Regions from separate parts of the Sus scrofa genome. Here region 2 is linked to region 1. Evidence: chromatin contacts called from public Hi-C data. All regions are on one chromosome and are shown on one strand. The core of a region is the stretch at or near the end of the contact, and the rest is flanking DNA. Distances in the headings are between cores, read along the strand shown. Region 1 holds the start of ZHX1 (zinc fingers and homeoboxes protein 1). Region 2 holds the start of C4H8orf76.

What was found. Hi-C and Micro-C count contacts between places; a contact is called where the count stands out from the background.
Region 2: a Hi-C map of liver shows a contact between it and region 1, with 1.8 times the contacts expected there. The contact joins the promoter of C4H8orf76 here to the promoter of ZHX1 in region 1. A contact is called at or near these places in 1 of 5 promoter capture datasets (liver), 10 of 47 Hi-C or Micro-C datasets (adipocytes, alveolar macrophages, embryonic fibroblasts and 4 more) and 2 of 2 datasets of contacts at active chromatin or transcription factors (alveolar macrophages and skeletal muscle).

Annotation. Positions count from the first base shown.
Region 1 is chr4:16,098,211-16,105,763 of Sscrofa11.1, forward strand. ZHX1 (zinc fingers and homeoboxes protein 1) reads left to right here and starts at 2,570. Exons shown (of 4, transcript XM_013996503.2): 1 at 2,570-2,981.
Region 2 is chr4:16,132,743-16,140,295 of Sscrofa11.1, forward strand. C4H8orf76 reads left to right here and starts at 4,436. Exons shown (of 6, transcript XM_013996506.2): 1 at 4,436-4,590; 2 at 6,791-6,886; 3 at 7,542-7,553. The coding sequence starts at 4,474. It overlaps ZHX1 (zinc fingers and homeoboxes protein 1), which reads left to right. Exons shown (of 4, transcript XM_013996503.2): 4 at 645-1,480.

The DNA.
Region 1 (7,553 bases), core at 1,320-3,819:
CAGATGACACCAGGGCTTAGAACCTTTGATTCAAAGCTCTTTATTTCCTACAAATATATTTTTTTCACTGTTCCAAGGGTGGAAGAGGCTCTGAATAGCAAAAATTCTTTGCTTTTGAAAACCTGCTGGACAACTTCTCATCTCTAACAGTACTCAAGTTTTTCCATACCAGACTGTGTATGACAAATCACAAAACATATGCATAAAAAAAAAATCTAGACTCTTCTAATTGTGCCAATCCGTGGGTAAAAACTTACTTCTAGAGCCACACAGCTGTTGAAATCAGTCATATTTACAATTTTTACAAATGAGTTTATTTTAATAAAAACAAGTTACTCTGTGAACATGATCTCTAAACAGATTTATGTGGGCTGGCACAATCTGCTATGCTAAACATATATTCATATTGCTTAGGTCTGCAACCACTTTTTTTTTTTTTTGAGTAGTGATAACACTCTTGCTTTGTACAAGGATACCAAATAATTGGCAGCTATTCAGCTAAGGACACTGTTCTCAGCACTGAGCTATTGAAATTGTTTTCCTGGACAGAATTGCCCTCTGGACATGGCCCTAAAGTGGGAGGACTCTGAGCTGCTGGCATTGGGCAGTGAACCAGGCAGACAGCTTAAAGAGAAGAGGAGGTGACTATAAACTGATGCTAAAGAAGAGGAGGAGGATGGGTGGGAGAAAAGGAAAAAAAGGGAGGGAGGGAGGAAGAAAGGAAGGAAGGGAGAGATGAGAGAGGAAGAGAAAAGGAGAGAGAGAGGAAAGTGAGACTCATATTCATTAGTCCATACCCTTAAAAGGGTCTCTAGCTATCCTTGATCTTTCTGACTGCTCACCTTGCTTGATTTTTATTTTTTAAGGGCCGCACCTGCTGCATATGAAATTCCCAGGCTAGGGGTCCCATTAGAGCTACAGCTGCTGGTCTACCCACAGCCACAACAACTTGGGATAGGAATGCATCTGCGACCTACACCACAGCTCATAGCAACGTTGAATCCTTAACTCACTGAGACGAGGCCAGGATCGACCCCACATCCTCATGGATACTAGCCGGGTTGGTAATCCTTTGAGCCACAGTGGAAACTCCCCGGCTTGATGTTTTCATGCTCATGTTTTTTTGCTTGGTTACTAGACTGTAATCTCCTTGAAGACAGAAATATTGCCTGACTCAGCTTTGAATCTTCCACAGTACCTGGAATTCACTTATGCTCAAAAACCTAGTCGTTAAAGGCATGAACAAAAAAAGTGAATTTCTGTATCAGAAGCTTTTCCTTTCCTCAGAGATAAATCTTAGGCAGTTTTCAGTGGGCACAGTACTGCCCCCTAGGGGGCGTGCTGAAATTTTGTTGGGGCTGTTTTGGACTGTAATTATATTGGTGCCAGAGTTTTTCCATAGTGGAAAATGTATTTTATTAGTATTTTTGATATTAGTTTAATATTTTAGAATAAGTTACTTTCACTTATTTCACCTTTATGTTATCAGAACATTACAGTAGTTTCTTGTAGATAGTTTACATTATCAATGAATTTAATTCCAGGAGAGTTAAAGTGGTGTTAAAGTTTTGTTGTATACACAGAGTGTTGAGCATGGCAGGACTGAGCACCTATGTTTGCAAGATTAAGCTTTGCTTGCTTCTGCTTCCACAAGTTCTAGTATTCTAAGATAAAACAAACAAATAAAAGAAGCCGATGTGCACTGATTTCAACCATCAGGCTTTCACTTTAAGCAACTGCATGTTTTAGGATTAATGTGGCTCAGTGGAGCGCTGCTGTTAAAGCGCAGAGGGTCCATGCCCGGGGTGGGGGCGGGGAACGAACATCAAGGCGCCGGAAAGTTCCCACAGGTCCTGGCCGGAGATTCTGTGAAGAGTAGCCTGGAAGGTGATTTGTTTCCCTTTGCTTTGGTCTGTACTTTTTTCCTTGTAAAAAATGATGTGGGGAGGGGAGAAGGGACGAAGAGAAATGGGGAGGGTAGTTTTTCCCAAAGCCTGGGTCCTTAGCCGGCCTCCTTTGCAGGGCTGGTTCGCATTGAAGCTGTTCAGTATTTGACGACCACGGCTTGAAAAGAAAGCCCCCCACAAGAGTGACTCGTGAGGGGGAGAGGGAGGGCTTTCGGGGAGCAAAGGGTGGCTCCGTCTTGCCCCGCGGTTCAAAGTGAGGTTGGATCGAACTTTTGGTATCAGCGGGTGGAGGGACGGCTTTTGATGTTGGAGTTGGAGGCAAGAGGTGGCAGGGCAGCAGCTGACAGGGGGTGGAGCTTCGGGCTAGAATCCCGAAGGGTTTCAGAAAGACCCGACTTCTATTGACAGTAGGAGGGGCTCCCGACGAAAGGGGCGGGCTTGGACAGTACTGCCACCAAATGGGACTTATGACAAGGGGCGTTTCTCAGGATCCAGCGGTGACTTTAGGAAGAAGGAGCGCCCGGGGGCGGGGCCACAACTGACAGAAGGCGGGGCTGCCTTCTGGATTGACCTGAGTGAAGAAAAGGCTTCTACCGATAGCGGGCGGAGCTAACACCAGCAAGGGGCGTGGCCGCTTCGAGACTTGGAAAAGGCGGGGCTTCTGTTGACAGAGGGGCGGGGCGGCCCCCTACCTCTCGCCCTGCGCCAATCCGGGGGTGGAGGCCAGGGTCGAACCCCAGGGGAGAAGCAGGGTCTGCGAGTGGAAAGCGTGGCGCAGAGCGGGGTGGGGGCGCGCGGAGGGCGCGCGCGCGCGGGAGGGCCCCGCCTCGGCCGGCTCTTCCCCTCCCCCGCTCTCGCCCCGGGTCGGCCGCTGGGGCGCGCGCCTGGCCTAGCACCCCCACCCCAGACTTTACGTTCCACCGAGTCTGCGGATCTGCTGAAGCCGTGAGCCGGACCGCCGAGCGGTTCCGGGTGTAGGGTTCACAGGTCAGAGTTGACTCCTTGAAAAGTGCAGCCGGTTTGAAATGCAAGATGGCGGCGGCGGGGCGCTGAGAGGCGCGGCGGCCCCTGCAGGTAGCGGTGCGAGCGGGCTTCGCGACGAGCGGCCCCGGGCATCCGGGGCTGCGGGTAGGAACCCGCGGCGCAGAGCCCGCGGCCAGTGCGGCGGGCCGGGAAGGCGCGCGGCGCGCGGGCTGGTTGGACGAGGGCGGCCCGAGGGCAGAGACCCCGGGGGGCTGAGCGCGCTCCGCGCCGCGAGTGGCCAGGCTGACCGGCTCGGGGCTTCCGAGGGGGAGGGACCTGGCCTGCCTGGGCCGGATCGCCGACGGGGGACAGACCCTGAGCCTCTTTTGCGTTCTCGGGTCTCTGCGGCCGCGGAAGGGGCTGAGGGTGGGCTTGTACGGGGAAATCTCAGCACCCCTCTCCTCCCCCGCGGCTACGAGAGGACCGAGCAACTTGAGATTATTGAAGGGAGTGAGGACCGGGTCTCCCTTAGAAGGGGGGGGGCGGGGGCCGCAGGGACGGAGCGCACCAGCAATGTCGAGGGTCCCTGGGGAGGAGATCGGGAGCCGGGCCCTGCCCTGCGGGGGCGTGTGGCCTCGTGGGGACTCGGTCTCCCTGAGAGTCTGGGGAGTCATCTCTTGCTGGAGCTGAGCGCACTGGCATTGCGGTTGGAGCTCGGAGAAACCCGTCTGGGAAAGGCTGTACCTCCACTTCAGGAGAGGCTGGGCACCCATTTCGGGGCGAGTCTCAGAGTTGAGACCTTAAGAACTATATAAGGTTTTGAAGAAGCCCTGGAACTTTGGGAGAAGTTGATTCAAGAAAATGTAAATATTATCTGTCCCTTTAAGGAGGAAGATGAGGAGGCTGACTGGGGACCGCTCCAAGCCTTAGGGCCTAAAGGGAACGGTTTCCAGATCTTTCCGAGGAGTGAAGGGCTAGGAGGGAGCTGTGAGAGGAAGGGGGTCTCATGGTAGGAAAGAAGAGCCCTGGCTGATGCCCTTTCCGTGTGTGTGTTTACTCCAAAGTTCTAGGGAAAGGGACTTGAAATTCTTTGTTTCAATTCGACATCCCAGCTCTCCCCTCCGTGGGTAACAGCAAAGAAAATGCAAAACCCGGGAGAAAAAAAAGGTTCCCTTTGATATCCTTAGTTTAGGATCAAGCTCCCTGGCCCTGGGGTAGAAGAATTAGGAAGCGGGAAAGGGGATGGATAGAGGAGGGATGGGGGAAGAGACTGGGAAGAGCGGGAATTCCACAGCGCTTTTCTATCATTTCACCCCAGCTCTAAAGAAAAACGTGCGAAGAGGCTAATCTTTGCGGGGGGTGGGGGGAAATGTCAGGAAAGGTAACTGAGAATTTATAATGTGATTAGGTTGGGATTCCATGTAACTTGAAAGGAAGATGCAATTGTCTTGGAGAGTAAGAGGAGGGCAGAAAAGGGAAAATCACAAGATTGGGAAATAGAGTGGTTCACAGTTAGGGAGGAAGAAGCAGCTTTCTCCCAGGAATTGTGACTATTCACTGGGTTGGAGTGTATGTGTGTACATGACCTACATGAATTAACCTTAAGATTTGCTGATCTTGGTCCTTGTTTCTCAGCCTTTGTCTGGAAGCTTTAACTTGTGTTATATGGTGCTACGTGAATTATCCCTGCTTCTAAAAAATTATCCTGAAAAAGTCGTTTGTTTTTTATGCCAGCAGTGAGGATGAGCAGATTTGGTTTTAACAGGGATATTGGCCCTAGAATATCGATAGCTTTTTAAACAATTTCTTAAGTAGCAATTCTGACTCTTGATTTTTAAGCAAAAGAAATGTGAGAGCTGCCAAGAACAATAATGCTGTAACAGGATATAAAAGAAAAAAGGCTTTCGTGAATATTTTTCCCTCTTAGTTTTTCCCTCCGTACTCTAAGTGTTTTAGGGCTAAGCAGACTAATTTTGGGAAAAATAAGATGTAAAACTTTGGATCCTTTCAGTATAGAAATGGTAGCATTTTTATCAATGACTTTTGTGGAAGGATCTTTTCAAATGGTTTATTTAGTGATCAGATTAAAATAAGAAAAAAAGAAAGTGAGATTTGGGTAACCCATGACAGCTATGACTCATACAGATTTCTTGAACCATTCTAGTATTTTTAAAAAGAGCTTTAATGTCTTCAATAGAAATATTTTAAAAAACACATTTCAAGTATAAACTAGTTTAGAGCTGCTGTTTGGAACATTATTATTCATGTATGCTGTTCTTTGGTTTCCCCAAAGTGCACGTAGGTCTAGTTTTATATTCAATTCTGAACAGATTAGGCTGGGTGAACCAGAAAGGCATTGATGCCAGATGGTTTGAAAATATGCTAAGGCTGAAAACATAAAGTGCCTGTGCTGGTGAAAACTCATTAGTAGATGTCGCTCCCTTATAGTGAGCTGAGCTGATTATTTCACTGGATTGGAGAACAATTCATGAACGTTGTGGCAGTTGTTTCACCTTTAATGATACTTGTATTATAAGTTCTTTTTTCCATTAAGTATGAAAAAAAGTTTTACAGTTTATGAATGAACTTGATAGCATGGTGGGGTGGCTCATTTTGTTTCTATATTTCACATTGAGACTGAAAGGTGATGTTATGATGCACTATACATTTTCTTTCTTGCTACATGGGCACAAAAATGTGATATTTGGAACTTGGTTTGCTTTAAATTATCTCTTTATACTTAAATGGAATGCTCTTAAAATTGCTAAAATGATTACAAGTATAGCTGAGGAAATAACCTTTTTATGTGCATTGCAGCATTGTAGATTTGGGCTCAAAAGACTGTACTTATTTGAATACTAACAATGATGAACAGTTCAGTGCCTAAGCTAGTTTTTAACCTAATATCATATTCAATCTGTTCAGGGAGGAGTCCGGAAATATCTGTTGCACTACTTGTGGTAATAGCCACATTCACTTTTACATGGCAATTTTTTCTAACTCAAAATCCTTTTAAATCGTCCTATGTTATTTCAAAAGTAATTTCAATTATGTTCATTTGAAGGGAAAAACCATGGTACTAGCCTTTGAATAATAGCTGATACTTCTACAATATTATTGTATCCTTGTTGCTCTGATATGATTGTAGTCATGAGTAACCAGATTTGTGTGACTGAAGCTGCTGATTTAGATTACGAGACAGCATGTACATTTGTGTTTACATTTTGGAAATCTGTATTTTATAAAGTTGTTTTAAACTAATACTTAGGTAAATTTTTATGTAGTTGTCAGGTTTTGGTGTTAAAGGAACTTAATCTTTGCAGTTTCTATAATCAGTATCCCATAATATATTTAAAAGGTGTAAAGATGGCCTTACATACCTTCGTTTTAAAGAAATATGATGATGTACTTTGGGGGAAAAAAGCATATATGAGCAGTTTAAGAGTAACATTTATTCAGGCAGTGAAATTTGAGTAAGTCATTTTTATGCAGGATTTTTGTTTTCAGTTTTTATATTTAAATTTTTAGAAATCATCAAAGCTTATCTAAAAATTAAAACATTAAAATGGTAGAAATATATACATATTTATCATTTAAAATCAAATAACTTTGTCATTAAATTTTAGTGATTTCATATTTCTCTTAGGATTTCTGACTCCTTTTTCCCCTTTCTTAAAAGTCTTTCTCTTTTTTTGGTTACTGTAGGAAATGCAGGAAGATAAGATTTTGATATTTTTAAGCACTTCACTCATAGTTATGTTTTTGTTTTTACTAAATAAATAAAAGTTCATTCCCTTTTACCTTCCAATATTGTAAAAGAGAAGTTTGTTAAAACTTGGCTGGGCTTGGCTGTACTTAGGAGTGGAGGGTTGGTGAAAAGTGAACAATTTCTCTTTATTACTAGGATAAGATTATTTATATCAGAAGTTAGTTCTATGAAACACCCCTTAAATATATGATATATTAATGATTCATCTTGAGGCCGAAGTCAGAGAAAGCATGTGTCTGCTGGGGTGGGGGATATAAATTATAATTGATTAATGACTACCTGTTAAAGCATTGCTTATCATGCTCAAAGGTATGAAATGAAAAATAAAATTGAGTTCCCATCGTGGGGCAGTGGTTAACGAATCCGACTAGGAACCATGAGGTTGCGGGTTCGGTCCCTGCCCTTGCTCAGTGGGTTAACGATCCGGCGTTGCCCTGAGCTGTGGTGTAGGTTGCAGAAGCGGCTCGGATCCCGTGTTGCTGTGGCTCTGGTGTAGGCCGGTGGCTACAGCTCCGATTAGACCCCTAGCCTGGGAACCTCCATATGCCGCGGGATCGGCCCAAGAAATGGCAAAAAGACAAAAAAATAAATAAATAAAAAGACAAAAAATTAAAAAAATTTTTAAATGAAATAAAATTGATTGTTATGTGGACTTTTAAAATATTTTATGTTTCAACATTTAATAAATTTTGTGTGTGTGATGAAAACTAGGATTTAGTCTCTTGATAACTTTCATATATAACATACAGCAGCGTGTATTACATTTATCATGTTGTACAGTAGTACATTCTTAGTACTTACTTGTCTATCTTATAACTGTAAGTTTGTGCTTTTTGATTACCTTCATCCAATTCTCCTCCCCTGTGTTCCCTACTCTGTCTCAGTAACCACAAATCTGATCTTTTTTTGAGTTT
Region 2 (7,553 bases), core at 3,186-5,685, 36 kb after region 1:
TCATCCCTCAAATTTTCTTTGTAGCACTTAGCCTCGGTCTGAAATACCTTGTTCATTTACCACATGTTTATTGTCTGCCTGCCCACTAGAACTTAGGTTCCATGAGGACAAGGATCTTGTCTGTCATTTATCATTGGATCCTCCACTCTTTCTTTGGCCATGCCCACAGCATGGGGAAGTTCCCAGGCAAGGGATCGAACCAGAGCCCCAGCTGTAACCAGAGCCATAGCAGTGACAATGCCAGATCCTTAATCCATTGAGTACTCTAAATTTCAGTTGAATCAGTGAATGTACCTACTATAAAATTTTATGGAATATGGAGAATATTATTAATGTAATTAATAAATACTCAAGAATTAGTGGGATGGAATTGTGACAGTAATAGAAGGGTATGCTTTGCTCAAAAGAAACAAAAGATGGAAAAGGAGAAAAAGCAATATTTACAAATAGCCATGGAAACTGAGAAGGGAGCTCAGAGGTAAACTACTTGGGTAAGAAGAAAGGAAGAGCTGTGATTTCATCATGGAAGATGTTTTACACCTGCTAAGCCCTGTTATTCTCAATCCTAGCACTTTGCTGCAACCTGTAATTAAATAATTTTCTTGCTTACATGTTTGTCACCTGTCTTCCCCACTTCAATTTAGGCACCTTGAGAGCAGGGCCATGAGTGGTCTCCTCAGCACCTGGCACAGAGCAGGCTCTCATGAATACATTTGGATTCTGCACAGGATGCAGAAATGAATGCTGTGGACCAAGTGTTGGCTTAGAGGAAGAGGGACCGTGTAGAAGGAAGAGGATTCTGTGCAAATACTCTCATGAATGATCCATTCAGCAAACATGGAGTGAAGGCCCACTGGGTGCCAGGCACTGCTCGGTGCTACACAGAGACAGAATGACCCAGTCCCTGCATAGTGAACCCACAGTTCCTGGGAGTGATGGTCAAGTGAGCACGGGCCAGAAAGCGAGCATGGACCAAAAAGCGAGCATGGACAAGAGCTATTCGAGATGAGAAGTGCCCTGTTAACGAGAAGCACATGGCACTATGTGACTCCACACAGGGGCCATATAGTCCAGACTAGGGTATCAGGAAAGGCTTTCAGGGAGTCAGCCAGATGGAGGGCTCCGGGAAGGGCTTTCCTAACAAAGGAAATGGTGAGCTGTGACCTGGTAGGCAGGGAAGTTGCAGGATGAGGGAAAGCCTTGGGGAGAAGAATATGGGAAGCTGATTCTGAAGAGAACCAGCCTGGCTGAAGAGCAAGGATTCAGTGAAGGGGATGGCGAAGAGGGAGGTGGGAATAAAACTTTCAGGGGTGATGCACAGGTTCATCATCTTGACTGTGGGGAAACTTGCGTAGGTGAATTCTTAGGTCAAAACTTGTCACTGTCAATCTGCGAAGTTTGTGTTCATCAATTATACCTCAATAAAGTTGTAGAAACTAAAACACTAAAAGTAATAATAATTTCAAAAAAAAAAAAAAAAGGAGTTCCCGTCGTGGTGCAGTGGTTAACGAATCCGACTGGGAACCATGAGGTTGAGGGTTCGATCCCTGCCCTTGCTCAGTGGGTTAACGATCCGGCGTTGCCGTGAGCTGTGGTGTAGGTTGCAGACGCGGCTCGGATCCCGTGTTGCTGTGGCTCTGGCGTAGGCCAGTGGCTACAGCTCCAATTGGACCCCTAGCCTGGGAATCTCCATATGCCACGGGAGCGGCCCAAGAAATAGCAAAAAGACAAAAAAAAAAAACAAACAAACAAACAAACAAAAAAAACCAGTATTGGTTAGGTTGGCAACAGGTTGTAGAGGGCTTTGATTGCCTAGCTAAGGGGTGCATAGTTAGAAAGGTATCAGGCTTTGGCACAGCACCTTTACCATCTCCCTTGGAAGATGGGTGGCAGGGCGGGAATAGTAACCTCAGACACCCATCTTTTTTTTTCTCTCTTTAGGGCTGCATCTGTGGCATATGGGTTTGAATCAGAGCTGCAGCTGCTGGCCTACACCACTGTCACAGCAAGGCAGGATCTGAGCCACATCTGCAACCTATGCCACAGCCAGGCCATGGCGGATCCTTAACCTGCTGAGCAAGGCCAGGGACCAAACCCATATCGTCATGGACACTGTGTGGGGTTCTTAACCCACTGAACCACAGTGGGAGCGCCCCAGACACCCATCCTTGAGGGATGGATAAGAAATTCCTCTGGCTTCCTCTTGCCTCACAGAAGGTCTGTATTTTGGGGCAATTCCAGAAACACGTTGAAGATAGCCAGTCTTCCCACCTTCGTTTAAAGTCTATGGTCAAATATGGTATTTTGGTCTTCTGGAGGGGACTGCCTTTGAGAGGTGGAGGTGGAAATTGAGAGGGGTCCAGTACTGGGAGGGGCATGGAGGACTGTAATTTCTAAGTATAGTGAGAGCAGTACTATATCCTGGAAGCACCCCCAAGAGCGATGTACTCAGGGGCTCCCAGCCAAGGCCGGGCAAAGATCCCAGTGGTTGTAAATCCTGTGGAATACACATATATGTCCATTTGGCTTCCCTGTCACCTCCCAGCCCCACAGCCTCTCCTGAGAAATCAGCAAAGTACCAGAGCCTTTAGCTTTTGAATGGGAATAATAATGTCTAATTCAGAGAGAGAGAGATGGTGAGAATTAATCAAAATAAAGTTAATTCAGTGCCCATAGTATAACCTAGTATGTAATACTCAATAAATGTTGGGTTCTCCCCTCCTCCACTCATAGATAGGACATGAGCATGTGACTTACAACTGAGAAGTACTCCTATCTGCTCCTTTTGCCATGTCTGTCCATTCAACGGGCATTGATTGAGCTGCTCTGGGCCAAGCCCTGTCTGGGAGCTGAGTTTGCAAGCGCAAAAAAGATAGCACTTCCAATCTCCAACAGTCCACAGTGTGGTAAATGTCACAATGGATAGAAGCATGGGGGGATTACAGGAAAGAGGAAGGCAGGCTGCGTGGAGAGAGTGACATCTACTATGCCTTGGGGAACTCAAGCATACCCCTCTATACAAATCTTTTTTTTTTTTTTCTGTAGAAACAGATTTTTATCTTCTTTTTTAATTTTTATTTTTTTATATTTATAATGATTTTTATTTTTTCCATTATAGCTGGTTTACAGTGTTCTGTCGATTTTCTACCATACAGCAAGGTGGACCAGTCACACATACATGTATACATTCTCTAGATTTTCATCTTCATCCACATCTTATTTTATTTTATTTCAGTCTTTTAGGGCCGCACTGGCAGCGTATGTAGGTTCCCAGACGAGGGGTTGAATCGGAGCTGTAGCCAGCGGCCTATGCCACAGCCACAGCAACTCAGGATCTGAGCTTTGTCTGCGACCTACACCACAACTCACAGCAACACCAGGTCCTTAACCCACTGAGCAAGGCCAGGGATCGAACCTGCGTCCTCATGGATGCTAGTTGGTTTCATTAACCACTGAGCCAGAACAGGAACTCCAGGAACATCTTGAAAGTATAAGAATTCTAGTAAATGTTGGTGTTAGAATTCTGGAATTTAGTGGGTTTTTTTGTTTTCAAGAAGAATTAATGCTCCCTGATTGAGCCTCCAGAGTAAAGCTTCATGTTTTCTATTAACAAATGTGTGAGGTACTGTACCCTGGTCTTTATTATTAGTGTGCCTCTTCTGTGGTGACGGGGGGACACTGACTCAATTCTTTCCTTTCAGCCCTTAGCCACATAATAATTGATCCTGAGCAAGTAACTTAACCTCTCCAAGCCTCAATTTTTCATTTGCAAAGTGGGAATCATTGTGCCTTTCATAAATTGTTAGAAAAGGATATAGTAGAACACAAAAAAAAAGAGAAGAAAAAAGTTCTTAACACAGTTCCAGGAATGTCATCAATAGTGAAAAACTGGTACCTACCAGTTTTTTAATTTATTTTTAATTTATTATTATTATCATTATTATTATTTTGCTTTTTAGGGCCTTACCAGAGGCATATGGAGGTTCCCAGGCTAGGGGTCAAATCAGAGCTACCACTGCTGGCCTATGCCACAGCCACAGCAAAGCTGGATCCGAGCTGTGTCTGCAAACTACGCCACACCTCACAGCTTGACCCAGTGAGCAAGGCCAGGGATTGAACCTGTATCCTCATGGATACTAGTTGGGTATCCTTACTGCTGAGCCACGATGGGAATTCCCAGCAGGTATCAATTTTAAACAGCTGCCCTGAGGCCAGTGTTTTTTGATGCGTGAACCTAAGGATCACCCTGTCCAGCTCCTGAAGCAGAGAAGTCAAGTTCTGTTCCAGCCATGAATCAGATAAAAATCTCAGCTCAACCTGGTGGGCCAAGTCCCCTTCTGGCTCCCGCCTAAAGACTACAAGACCCAGCATGCCACGCTCTGGGCTCCGAGGCCCCGCCTCTTTTGCGTCCGCTCGCTTGTGGGCGCAGCTCTAGGCCCCGCCTCCTCTCGTTGCGTGAGTCCTGGCGGCGCAATGGAGACCGGGTGCTGGTTGCTCGGCGGCGAGTTTGAGGACTCTGTGTTCGAGGAGAGGCGGGAGCGGCAGCTTGGACCGCCATCGTCCTACATCGCCAAGCGCTGCGAGCCGCAGGTGAGAGAGCGCCGCCTCTCGGCCTCACCCCAGCCCCTGAGCCCGGCACTCCGCGGGTCTCGGCCTGACAGGCTTTGGAAGCCTCACGCCCGCGTTGTCAAACTCCAGCCCAAACCCTCCCCACAGCTGGGCTATCTTATGCCCACCTGGTCTTCCCTGCCATCCCTTCCCCCACGGCGAATGTTCCAGGCACTGGGCTGGGTTCCTTTACATGTGTTCTCTTATTTTCCTTAAAATCCTTTACTTAGAGATGTCAGGCGCTCAGGAATTACTGAATTGTATTTTTGTTTTATTTCACTTACTTTTCCTCCTTGCCACATGCAGTTTTTCCACGTGACCTTAAGTACTTGTCCTGTAGACTAAAAGCATGGAGGGAAAGTGCTTTCAAAGTCCTGTGGTACCACGTTAAAAAGCCATGACTGTGAGCTTGGACCCTTGAATTCCAGCACTGGCCTTACCATTTGCCCTTCAAGGTGTCATTTCCTTATTTGTCATTTTAGAAAAATAGTGTTTGATGGGAGTTCTCTTGTGGTACAGCGGGCTCAGGATCCGGTGTTGACATTGCAGCAGCTTGGGTCACTTTTGTGGCACAAGTTCACTCCCTGGTCCGGGAACTTCCACACACCAAGGGCCGGGCCAAAAAAAAAAAAAAAAAAAAAAAGGTATTTGCGGCTCACAGAGTTATTATGCGAGTGGAATGAGGTAATACTTTGCTAGGTATGGTGTGCTGTATACTTCATAAAGTAAAATCCAAAAAATAATTGTCTTTAGAATTGGTTAGATTTGTTTTCCCTGCCTTCTCTGTGTGGGACCAGGTGTTTACCTTATCCAGAATGTCCCCTCTTAGGCTCATCCTTGTTCACAGCTTTTCTCTCTTAGAAAAGCTGATGAATGGAATATTTAAAGCCACCCCCTTCTGAACTCTTGCCTCTGAAAGCCAGTTTTGCTTGATTATTTCCCAGTAGGATAGTGAAAACTGGATGGAGGTTTGCAGTTGTGCAGTTCCAGAGGTTGGGATTGGCACATAATCTGATACAGTGTGTGATTGGAGGGCAGTAAAATACAAAGGAAAAGCATGGCTTCAGTGTATAGGTTGTTGAGTTACACAGTGCTTCAGGGAGAACTGGGGATGGCTAGCTTTCTCCCGCTGTGATGGATCAGGCTGAGACGGAAACTCTATTACTAAGGAGGTAGTCATACCCATACAACTCTTTTGGGAATAGAACCAAGAAATTTTGACCTAACGGTGGAACCGTCACAAATGCAGTTATGTTTGAATATAATAGCGTCTAATTGGGCATAGCCTTCAGTCAGCCTCAGTGTGTTTTACTGTGAGTAAAAGGGAGGATAAGACACTTCTTTGGGGCTGGAAAACTGGCGCACAGAGTGCTTTCCATTATCCCTGTTCTCATCCTAACGTTCTCTGTGCAATCATCAGGACTCAGCTTCACTTCTGTAGGGCTTAAATCAGAAAAGTGAATAAAATATTCCAGTGAGCATTTTCTGAGACATTTCTCATATAGTATTTTGGCGTTTGATTGCACAGAAGCCCCCTTTCAGCCTGAATTTCTGTCTCCACTTTGCTTAGATTTTACTCTTTTTTTTTTTTTTTTTTTTTTTGGCCATGTCCCAGGATGTAGAAGTTCCAGGGCCAGGAAATGAACCTGAGCCACAGCAGCAACCCAAGCCACTGCAGGGACAGTGCCAGGTCCTTAACCTGCTGTGCCACAAGGGAACTCCTTAGATTCTACTTTTGGCTTTTACACTTTCATAGTGGCACTAAATTAACAATTCTCCTTTCTTGTGTCCTTTCCGTAAAGAGTTGTCAATCCCCATTCCATCCATCCTAAAAATTTCTCTGCAGGAAAACATCTCAAAGAACCATTGTGAACTGTGCTAGTTTCACGTAGGTTCCCAGGCACCATGACTCCAAGTTAAAAATGCTATGGATAAAACCATAAACTTTTGCGCTTTTTTTAGTTGAGGTATTGTGCTTTGGTGTATTTATTACTTGTGATAATTTTAATAAACTGGGCCACTGTTAAAATTGTCATTCTTTGTCAGATGTTTTCCAGAGTCTTATCCTGAAGAAGGACCTGTTTTTGAGGTTTAATTAGTTATGTATGGGAACTTGCCTCTGAGTGTGGGCTGTAAAAGCAGAGCTTCATTCTCTATAATAGGCTATTTTCACAATTTCCAGTGGTTTTATGAAGACTCAGGGAGCAGTGATGATGTGGAAGCTCTAACCATCCAGAAATTCAAAGGGGACCTGGCCTACAGACGGCAAGAGTATCAGGTAGAGTTTAACACAGAGAAGATTGTGCCACTTGAAACGGGCCCTTGTTCTGTCCCTTACAGCATATTTAAATAACAGCGTACTAAGTTATGAGGGTATTGTTTGTGAAGATAAGTTTAACCTTTTGTGCCATGTGTTTGTAATCTTAGAATCCCAAGTTTCTGGCCTTTTCTACAAGGCTGTATATAATTTGTTTTGTTTCCTATAACTCCAGTATAGAGAGCTTGTGAGGATCCTTGTAGGTCTATTTCTCCAGCTTCTGTATCTCATTACGTGGGAGTCTCTAGTACAGATACCTTGTGGGGCCACAGGAGGAAAGCACCCCAAAATGTGTAAGAAAAGGGATGAACTAACAAGCAGTTACTTTATGTAGACCTCACATCATCCTCTCTAGAGTCCTGTTGTTATTTTGCCGATGAAAAGGTTTTACAGCAGGTTAGTGGTAAATCACTAACTAAATTCAAATCCTGGTCTTTTGGGCTCCAGAATGCTTTAGTTATATTCTTTAGCCATTTCTTGACTACCTTCTAGAAAAATAGTATGGACTGAAATACTCAAGTCTTACTTTAGTTCCTCGAAGGGTCAGTTATAACACTACTTTTTGTCTAAAAAAGACAAAACACCTCACCCCACTAACTGAATTCTTTTTTTCTAGCCTTTCTTTTCT